Regions from separate parts of the Gossypium hirsutum genome. Here region 1 is linked to region 2. Evidence: chromatin contacts called from public Hi-C data. All regions are on one chromosome and are shown on one strand. The core of a region is the stretch at or near the end of the contact, and the rest is flanking DNA. Distances in the headings are between cores, read along the strand shown.

What was found. Hi-C and Micro-C count contacts between places; a contact is called where the count stands out from the background.
Region 1: a contact with region 2 is called in a Hi-C map of leaf, with 3 times the contacts expected there. The contact joins the promoter of LOC107906405 here to the promoter of LOC107934058 in region 2. A contact is called at or near these places in 4 of 34 Hi-C or Micro-C datasets (hypocotyl and leaf).

Annotation. Positions count from the first base shown.
Region 1 is chrA08:23,677,461-23,683,127 of Gossypium_hirsutum_v2.1, forward strand. It overlaps LOC107906405 (probable protein phosphatase 2C 44), which reads left to right and starts at 2,618. Exons shown (of 5, transcript XM_016833426.2): 1 at 2,618-3,259; 2 at 3,495-3,758; 3 at 3,844-4,120; 4 at 4,268-4,422. The coding sequence starts at 3,188.
Region 2 is chrA08:23,363,239-23,368,318 of Gossypium_hirsutum_v2.1, forward strand. LOC107934058 (inorganic phosphate transporter 1-4-like) reads left to right here and starts at 3,444. Exons shown (of 1, transcript XM_016866729.1): 1 at 3,444-3,941. The coding sequence starts at 3,444. The coding sequence ends at 3,941. It overlaps LOC107914039 (glutaredoxin-C4), which reads right to left and starts at 3,049. Exons shown (of 4, transcript XM_016842797.2): 1 at 2,709-3,049; 2 at 2,362-2,435; 3 at 1,529-1,627; 4 at 1,102-1,414. The coding sequence starts at 2,854. The coding sequence ends at 1,338.

The sequences.
Region 1 (5,667 bases), core at 1,368-3,867, 310 kb after region 2:
TAGGTTTTTATCCCACGGGGTTTTTCCTAATAAGGTTTTAACTAGGCACATTATCTACCAATGGACATCCAAAGGGGAGTGTTATGAATATCTTATTAAGTGAATGTCCATCATGATTAAGATAAAGTTTTGATTTACTTTAAATTCTAATAGTTATTAGAATTAGATCTCTACTTCTTTTATACTTCTTATGCCTATAAATAGAGACTCTAATGAAACATTGTAATCATTCTATTGATCTATAAAATACATTCTCTATTGTTTCCCATTTTTTTATTTTTTAGTCTCCCTATCTCTTTTTATTTTATAACAAAAATAAAATAAATTGAATAATTTATATTCAGATTATTAGATACGAAAAACCAATCATAATAAAAACCAGAAATCGAAAAGAAGAATCAAGTTTACTAGATGTTGAGGCCTATTTTACACAGTTTCCTTAAGACAAATTCAGTCACTCCTACGGTACTTAGCGAAACGTTGGTCGACTATCTCCCAAGATATAACAACACGATGATCGAAGCAATAGCACCTCTGTAGTGATTAATGAACAAACATTGCCTTCTTCTATCACCGAAACGTTAGAAAATATGGAGAGGAAAAGAGAAGAACTTTGGAGAGCAAAATAAACTCGGTGTGAGAGAGTGTGAGTGTAAAAATTTCTGAAGAATTCTTAGCCTTTATAGGCATTCAATATGGAGGAATTTTGGAAATCTTCATAAATAAGGATACAAAATCTGCATTAAAAGAGCAATTAAATCAATTTGATTAAAATCAATTCAAATTGATTGGAATCAAATAAAATCAGGTTATATTTTCTTTTAAATCAGGTTTTGTCTATTTACTGAGAAAAAATAAATTTCGTGTTGGGCTAAAATATCCGTAAGCCCATTTGGGCCAAACCGGTCCAGACATTTCATGTCGCCCACATCGTGTGAATGCGCCCCAACCTCGATGGGTTTGGATCTGCACCCCCCTTGGACGTGAGGCAGGGTTTCAAGCTTAGTCATTCAATCATCCTTCAAATGGGTTCTCATATATGTACACATCTCACACTTGGTATTTAACCAATATGATATCTAAGCTTTTCTTTTCCTCAACAAATATTCACAAGTAGCTTACTTTGAGCATCAATTTGTCATTCATCACTCAACCATTTTGAGCATATAATATACCGTTGTAAAGGTCTTATATAGTAGAATATAAAACCATAATTTTATAATTCAACTCTCCACCTTTACCAATCGAAATTATGCCTCAAAGTTTCCAAAAATTATAAATTTTCCAACATTTTCTTTCTATGGAAAGTATCTATAAACATGAACACCATATTAATATAAAATCTTTCAAATGGAAGATAATAAAATTTTATATTTAAAGATATAATACATTTTAGCAAATTATTTTCTTGAACTCCATAAGCATAATATCCTATACTTTCACAAACTCTTTGTCAGTTTCATATTCATAGATAGATTTCTTAAAATCAACACCAAAAGTATTTGAACTCTTATATAGATGGCAAAAATGCTTAAGTGCATTATTCTCAAAGTGGTACACACATAATCGATGATATGATTCAAGCATCACTGTTGAGATCGCTTTACTCATTGTTGCATACAATAAACTAGCACAAAAAATCACCATTCTCCTATGGTTATTCATCTCAACGAAGATAGCAAAAGGTCTGTATTCTTTATTTGTTTGGTACATTGTATCAAAGGATACAACATCACCAAAAAGATTGTAATTTTCTATATTTTTTTAGTGGAATAATGGCAAAAAATCTCTTTTTTACTTTAACAAAATTATTAATGTAGTACTTGTACTTTTAATTGGCCCAATTTGGTGCGTCAACTTTTTTTCTAATCTAATTTTTTGGTACCTTTTAGGTTGACCGTCTTAAATTTTGTCAAGTTTTAACACGTAGGCCAATGAATGGATGCCTCTCAAAAGGAAAAATTATTTGCAAGTCCTCTCACTTGCCAGTTTACCAATTCAAACCTAGCTCACCTTGCCATGTGGCGTCCATTAGTTGGCCAATGTGTCAAAATGAGACAAAAATTAACATTATAAATTTGGGGTACCAAAAGATTAGACGAAAATAAGTTGAGATACCAAATCGAACAAATTAGTAGTACATAACATTGACAATTTTATTAAAATAAAAGAGATTAAACTTGAGCAATTTTTTAATTCTTTTTTGGGAAAGTTTATAAGTATAAATATAAATACATATTTAAATGATTGTTACTATTAAATTGTTATAAGACCTATCATTTAAAAAAAATCATAAATTAAAAATTGGTACAGTTTAAATTAAAACCAACAAATTAGATTAAACTCATGGCAACACATGGTGGGATATTGCAAAATGTTTTGAAAATTTTATTAATTTGTAAGAACGGTGCAGAGGCAAGTATAAATTTCCAAGAGGCTGGTTTGAGGGTTCAAAAAGAGATGGGACGTAAGAGTAAGAGCAAGCAAGTCGCAATGGTCGGAAGTTTCAAGAAACAAAGACAATTGGCCCTGCTCACGCGGAATTTGACATCATCCCCTTTATTTATACATTTATTTTGGTAAAATAAGCAGAAACTAACCAAACAAGGACTCCTCTCTAATTCCTAACAAAGAAATTTTACATATTATACTCTGACTTCTTAAACCAAAATAAATAGCATTCTGAGGGTGTTCTTAGTCAAACTTGAATTTCAATGTCAATTCATCCTTATTATTTATTATATGTATTTTAATTTTCATATTTTTTTCCTTTCAACAAAGTCAAGAAAATACGTTAAATATTTGCATACAATAATAATAATAAGCAAAGAGAAAACAATATATTTATGCTTTGTATAGCCAAAAAGAAATTAATGCTTTTAGGTAGAAATTTTTATATTCCTCTATTTCTAATTTTTAATTAATTTATAAAAATATATACAAAGTAATGGTCAACCAAAACCAACCTTTATCTCTATTATTCATTATATATTTTTCTGATCCTAATTTTATTGGTAGTGGAAATTACTCTGTTTTCATAGTTTTGGGTTTGTATTCACACCAAAACTGAAGGTTCTTTGGCTTCTGGGTATTGGCCTGTTTAACCAAATAAAGCATCATATATCAATTATCAGGCAAAGGAAGGGAAGGGTTCTACTTGGTATATTTATATGTTGAATTTGAAAACATGAGCCAACATTCATCCGTTGCAGGCGCCTCCCGCCCCGTTAAAGAAGCCGGCTTTTTTACCAAAATCAAGGTAACCAACCCTCTTCTTCTCATATCGTAATTCATAGATGCCCGCCTGCCTGCTCGCTCTTTTACTTTTTACTTTTATTCAATTACTTTTTCTAATTCAATTACTTGGATTGACTTGTAAAAATAAACGCGTTTGTTGTATCCATATTTCTATGTATGTATGTATGTATGTATGAAGTTGGTGTAAACATCCTTCAGTTAATTTATTGCCCTGTGAATTTGTTTTTGGATTGCAGAATGTTGCTTGCCTGAAATCATCATCATCCTCAGACAAGGGGAAAGGGGGAAAAGGGAAAAGCAAGTCATCAAGTAACAAAGTCTCCCATGGGTTCCACTTAGTGGAAGGTCAATCAGGCCATAAAATGGAAGATTACCATGTTGCTGAGTACAGAAAAAGGAAGAATCATACCCTTGGATTGTTTGCAATATTTGATGGTCACTTAGGGGATCGGGTGCCCAGTTATTTGAAAGACAACCTTTTCAACAACATACTCGAAGAGGTATCTTTTCCTTCTCATCACTATCCTTGTGTTCCAATTTCCATTTGCTTTTTATATTATACATGGCTTAAATACAATGATACAGCCAAATTTCTGGAAAGACCCTGAGGCCGCAATACGGAGTGCATACTCCTCCACAGATAAGTTTATATTGGATAACTCTATGCAATTAGGGCCTGGCGGCTCCACTGCTGTAACTGCAATTGTCATTGATGGCAAAGATTTATGGGTAGCGAACATTGGTGACTCTAGAGCTGTTGTATGTGAGAGGGGCTCTGCCAATCAAATTACAGTGGACCATGAGCCGCATGCTGAACGAAGAAGGATAGAGAAGCAGGGTGGCTTTGTGACTACTCTTCCTGGTAACGTGCATTTTATTTTTTTCCTTTTATCACTCCGTGCACCAAGGTCATTCTAAACTGGTTATGCCACATCGATATAATTGGCAGGCAACATTGCCTTTTATTACAAAAAATAGTTTAATGATGAAAATGTGAATCATATTTCAGGAGATGTGCCTAGGGTGAATGGTCAACTTGCAGTAGCACGGGCCTTTGGGGATCAGAGCCTTAAAGCTCATTTAAGCTCAGAACCTGATGTCAGACATGTCCCCATAGACTCCACTATTGACTTTGTAATACTGGCTAGTGATGGTTTGTGGAAGGTCAGTTGTTAATAGGTTATTATTTATAGCATTTGTCACTTTTGTCTGTTTCTTTGATCTCTATTCTGCATCTCTGGTTTTGTGTGCATGAAGCACCCAAGGAATGGAAATTGCATGTATGTCAATCTGTCTATTGAACAAAAAAGATGGATCGACTTTTCAAAATAAAAACCATGGAATAATCGGGGTGGTATACTGTAGCCTGGTTCTCCTCATGGATTTGATTTAGGGGAGAAAACATCAGTAAACAAATGAATTGAGCAGGAAGAAATGGAACTCTAGAAACTTAGGGTTATAAAATCCTCTAGTTTTTCTATTAATTCAAAAGAAAATAATCAGAATAATAATGATGGCTGTAAAGCCTACAACTTATTTATATAGACTTTCTTTCTTGCAAGTAAAGTTACTAGGCTTTCTTGTAAACAAAGTTTTATACCAAGCCCTAGGTTTAAATACTTAAGATAACTAATAACCCTAGACATCTATAATATATTTAATACTTAAAATAAATATTATAAGATAAAACTAAAATAATAAAATATTGTAATATAAATAAAGCTCCTGCGTCATTCTCCCCTGCTCGGAAAACTCGGCTACCAGCAAGAAAACTTTCACCACTTTCAGCATTAATTTCTATATCAATACCCCAACTCATGCTTATCATAGAAACATGCTGATTAGAATGCTGCTGTTGCTTTTCATTTGTCAAACTGGTGTGTAGTTGCTCAAAAATATTTGTCTTGAAACTCTAGAGCCCATAAAAGTCAAGAACACCAATCAAGTATTCCGATTCCAGAATCTGACCAGTAACAAGATGTATCTGCCCCCCCCCCCCCAAAAAAAAAAAGCCAGCCAAATAAATTTGAATAAACAATGTTGGCCTAAGCATCTCTACTGAGAGTTGCAGCATCTAGATCCCACAATTTTGAAATGGTCTCATTACAAGTCACAAAAACATGTTTATATGATTTGCTTTCAACACTAGTCACACTTGATCACTCGAAATATGATCCATTACTTTCATTAGGATCATTAGCTTGGCTCAATAATTTAACATTGAAGAAACCTCCAGACATGCCAAGACAAATTCCACTGGAATGTTGATTCTGCATTACTAATAGCTGTGCATCAGATGCATTTTACCAATAGCTACATGCCCTTGAAAAGGGCATTCTCCTTCACACAGTTGGAATCAATTGATTGAAGCGCCTTCTTTAGCTGATTAGGCTGTGTAATTGGCATAAC
Region 2 (5,080 bases), core at 2,194-4,693:
TACGATTGGTATCAACCAAAATGAAAGCTAAACTTTATTTTTCTACTTTACTACTAAATATCAGTACAAAATTGACTTCTTAGAATAAGTAAAACAGGTTAGTCCCTTCAAAAATATAAATGTAACACTTTAATATTATGTTACATCATTACATAAAAATTAAAAATTATATAGATTTTTATGGTATAAATTTTCAAAAAATGATGTACAATATTAGAGTGTCACATTTAGTGTTTTAATAATCGAATCGGTGGTTGAATAGGTCAAACCAAGGTTTCCAATTCAACTAATTCAACCGCCAGATCAACAATAATTGAATAAATAATTAAAAATCATAAAAATCAAATAAGTTAAAAAAAATTATTTAGTTCAACATGTTCAACTGTCAATTTTTGTCTCAACTTTTTAGTTTTACCAATTTTTAGTAGTTTCTAAGTCAATTAGTTCAATCCCCTTTGTTAGTATTGTTATATCGATAAGTTCTCCATTTGTCTTGATTCAATCGTATTCTACTAACAATGGCCACATGATCAAATATTGACAGAATTCAAGTTCAAGGAGCCAAATAGATCTAGTTGCCAAGTTCAAAAACCAAAGTAGACAAAAAAAAATACAAGCACCAAAGTGGAACTAATTGCGAAGTTTAAGTGTTAAAAATTATTTATCCCTAATAATAAATAAGCTGCAAGTTTGAAATGAACCTGGTCTTATTGGTTTTCTACCTTATTTTTTCCAGTTCCAATTTCCGGTTTTTCCTGATTCTTTACGATTTCTTAATATTCAATAAAATATATAAAGTTGAACCTAGCGGTTTCTGATGAACCGGGCCATTGATCTTTGTATCCAACTCAAGCTCATAGAAAAAGTATTTAGAACACTATTAATCCAATACAAGCAACCTGTCATGTTTCCCCACTACAGAAAACCCAGCAGATCATCTCAAAACCCCAAGACCAGCTCTGTTTAGTGTTGTTATATGTCTTAAAGATCAATCTAATTGGATTGATACCCACTGATACCTGCAAAATGGTCATATATCCAACTTCTAAATTTTTTAAACAGTTCCTATCATATTTTTAATGAACACATATACTCAGTGAAGAAAGAAAAAATGAGAATCCCAATTACAATAGTAAAATTTCTGTCTTAAAGCTTTCTTACCTAATCCTTAAGCATCACCAAGAACACCAGAATTTCAAGTATGCAAGCTTTTAGGACATCGGAAAGTTGCATGGAACATAAGGTTCACAGTTCAAAGTTGAAGTAAAATAAAGTACCTTAAAAGCAATAAAATCAAAATTTACCCTGGCAACAAACATTCAATTTTGTTTATGGACTCAGAGATCATCCTTGTTCTCTACCTCAATACCCAACAGCTTAGCCAATTTTCCACTCTGATATGCTTCAACAGTATCTGGAAATTAGGAATAGAATTTGTAATTCCTCTACAGATACTATCTTCCAAACATATTTCAATTGCATGAAGATAGAAAGATTAAATTTGCAGGTAAAGAAAAGAAGAAATTACCGTCTGACCCCCCGATGTGTTTCCCATTAATGAAAACCTGTGGTACAGTACGCCTACTAACAATCTCACTCAAGGCATCCTGAATATTCCATCCATCATCTGTCAAATAAAAAAGAAAAGAAACTATTTTAACTTCCAAGTATTTCAAGTTTCAAACCGAGGAATGATGTTCCATATACCAATATGGAGGTGCTACTATAAATTTCAGTTGAAGCTAGCAAACTATTTTAACTTCAAGTATTTCAAGTTCAAAACCGAGGACTGATACTCCATATGTCAATATGGAGCTGCTACTGTAAATTTCTGTTGAAGCTAGTAAACTATTTTAACTTCCAAGTATTTAAAAATTCAAAACCGAGGTATGATGTTCCATATGTCAAAATAGAGCTGCTACTGTAAATTTCAGTAGAAGCTAGTAAACTATTTTTAACTTTAAGTATTTCAAGTTCAAAACCGAGGACTGATGTTCCATATGTCAATATGGAGCAGCTACTGTAAATTTCAGTTGCAGCTCGTAAACAATTTTAACTTCTCAAGTATTTCAAGTTCAAAACCGAGAAATAATGCTCCATATGTAAATATGGAGCAGATACTGTAAATTTCAGTTGAAGCTAACAAAGTATTTCAAGTTCAAAACTGAGGACTGATGTTCCATAAGTTCAAAACCAAGGAGTGATATTCCATAAGTCAATATGGAGCTGCTAATATATTTTAAATAAGGCTTTGCTATTATACCAATTTTCAACTTTTTTTATCTTACAACCAAAACGAACTTTGTAGCTAAACAGTAATTTGGCCTGCATATAAAAATGGGAATTTATTTGTCAAAAGACCTCGCTCATCAAGCTCCACAACGAATGGAACTTGTTTCAACTCCTTGAACACAGATTTTGCCTTCCTGCAGTACCTGCACAGTACCAAAGGAGAATAACTGTTAGCCCAAACTTCAAACTCGGTCACCAAAATATATAGGAATTGTTCAGTAAAACAATGAACAGTGTATTATTACTTGAAAAGAGGAAAATTATATCGAATATGAGTATTAATAAAAACCAATGAGAAAAAAAATTAAGAGAAAAGTCAGAACAGTATAGATCGGGAAGAAAAACAAAGCATATTAATTGATTTGTTGTCACTTTGGTTGATTAAAAAAAGCATAATTGATGTGAAGAAATCGTACGGGCAATAGGACTTTGAGAAGATGACGATCTTGTGGGCAGAGATGGTCTTTTTGACGAAAGCAGCTTCAGACGAATCAGCCGACGATACCCAGCAAAGAGATGCTGCAATTACTAAGATTGACGCTATCAAGATTTTCACCGCCATTGAAGCTCAAGTCTGCGTTTGTTTGTTCACAACAGCGATTGTTAGTGTTATGCCTCAACAAAATAGATATTAAACTCGCATTCGCCGTCTCACACCCTATATCTATACTTAAATAATGGGTAAACTAGCTCATTAGTAACCCTGAAATAGTGTAGTTCTTAATTTGATCACTTCAAATTTGTTTTTGTCAATTTAGTCCCGAGGAAAATTGTCAACAGTTTACTCCTAACGAAAAGATGACCGGGCATGCCACATCATCAATTTTTCCACGTAATTAAAGGGTTAAGAATTTAAATAAAATTAAAACTTTTTATTTATTTATTTAGGTTATTTAAGAAACATAAAAGGCTTTTTTTCAAATAGATTTCTTCAACTCTTTCTGCAAATTTGAGTTTCTTAATCTCGTAGAACCTAGACCAGAGGAGAAGGTGCATGAATGAAATTCCATCCCAGCATGTCATTGTGGGTGCCCAACAGGTTTGAAGTTATTTCTGCTGGTTCTAAGAAATTCACAAAATTGCAAGGGAACCAACACTGATTACTCTTTGCAGCACCATTCTAGGCTACTGGTTCACTGATATTACATATTATGGGAAGTTTTGCCATCCAATTGATGGGCTTCTTGTTCATGACTATGTTCATGCTTGCACTGGCCTTCCCTTACAACCACTGGACTCATAAGGACAGCCGAATCGGTTTCGTTGTGATGTACTCATTAACCTTCTTCTTCTCGAATTCCGGACCCAACGCCACAACATTTGTGGCACCGAATGAGATTTTCCCTGCAAGGTTGAGGTCCACTTGCCATGGTATATCAGCAGCCGCAGGAAAGCTTGGTGCATTTGGGTTCTTGTATTTGGCGCAGAATAAGGATAAGGCCATGGCAGATGCAGGGTACCCTGCAGGCATTAGAGTCGAGAATTCACTTATTGTATTAGGTGCAATCAATGCACAAGGCTTCTTCACTTTCTTGGTTCCTGAATCGAAAGGGAAATCTTTAGAAAAGATGTCAGGTGAGAACGAAAATAATGGAGGAGAGGGAGAAGGAGGGCCATTGTCGTCGTCATCATCATCTAATCTTTACTAGAGATTTCGGGGAAATAATGCAATTCCTTTTATGTTTCTTGAATAAACTAATTAAATAAAAAACATGTCTTAAATTTATTTAAATTTCTAACCCTTTAATTACGTGGAAAATAGGTGGAAAAACTGATGATGTGGCATCTTCGATCATCTTTCCCTTATGAAAAAAAGATTGAGTGACCATTTTGAACAAACTTTTTTTAATAGCAGTGACTAAATTAATAAAAAAATTTTAAATTAACTAAAATAGAAATGATAGTATTTTAATTAACTCCTTAAATAATATATAATTTACTCCTTAAATAATATATCAAACTTATCATCAATTGAATAACTAAAATTCGATTTTTAATCACTCATTAAAATTATTTTTTTAAATACTTATTAAACTATTTATAAACTAATTTTACTAAATATTAATAAAACAAATGATAAATTAAGGACTTAATTTGAGCTTTAGGAAGACTTATACATGAAATACTTTATATCTTCAATTATTAAATAAATGTTAATTCAAATACTGTTAAATATTGTATAAATATAAATCATCAATTAAGTTTAAGTTCGAGCAGCCTTAAAAACCCTAGTCAAGAGTGCTTTCTTTAGCATCCTAGCGAGAACAGGTTTTTTTTCGGCTTGGGATGAAGGAAAGTGGTGGCGAAGAGGGTTTTACAGGAGAGGAGGTCTCCTTTCTGGCAGAAGAACTCATTCAGTTATCAGTTAAAAGCTCAATGGTGGTACCCAGCGATAAGCCAACCCTACTTTGCCCTATATGGAAAAAAAATCCTATAATCCAGATAGTTTTAGGGCACAGATGAAAAGTATATGGAAGACGAGGAAAAAGTTTGAGATCCAATTGGCAGAGCAGAATTTATTCTTGATAGTGTTGAAGGTGAAGAAAGTTTGGAGACAATTATAGAGGGGCAGCCTTGGTTGTTTCAAAAAAACTTAGTGCTGTTTGATTGGTTGACTAAATCGATAGAGAGGAGTCAAATTTGACTTAATTCATCCCCATATTGGATTAAGATTGGCCCATGTCTACCAGAATTTGATAAAAAAAGATTTAATGCATGCTATTAGGATTACTTTTGGAGGCGTTCTGAGATCGACAATTAATGGTGATTTCTGTCGACTTAGAGTTCA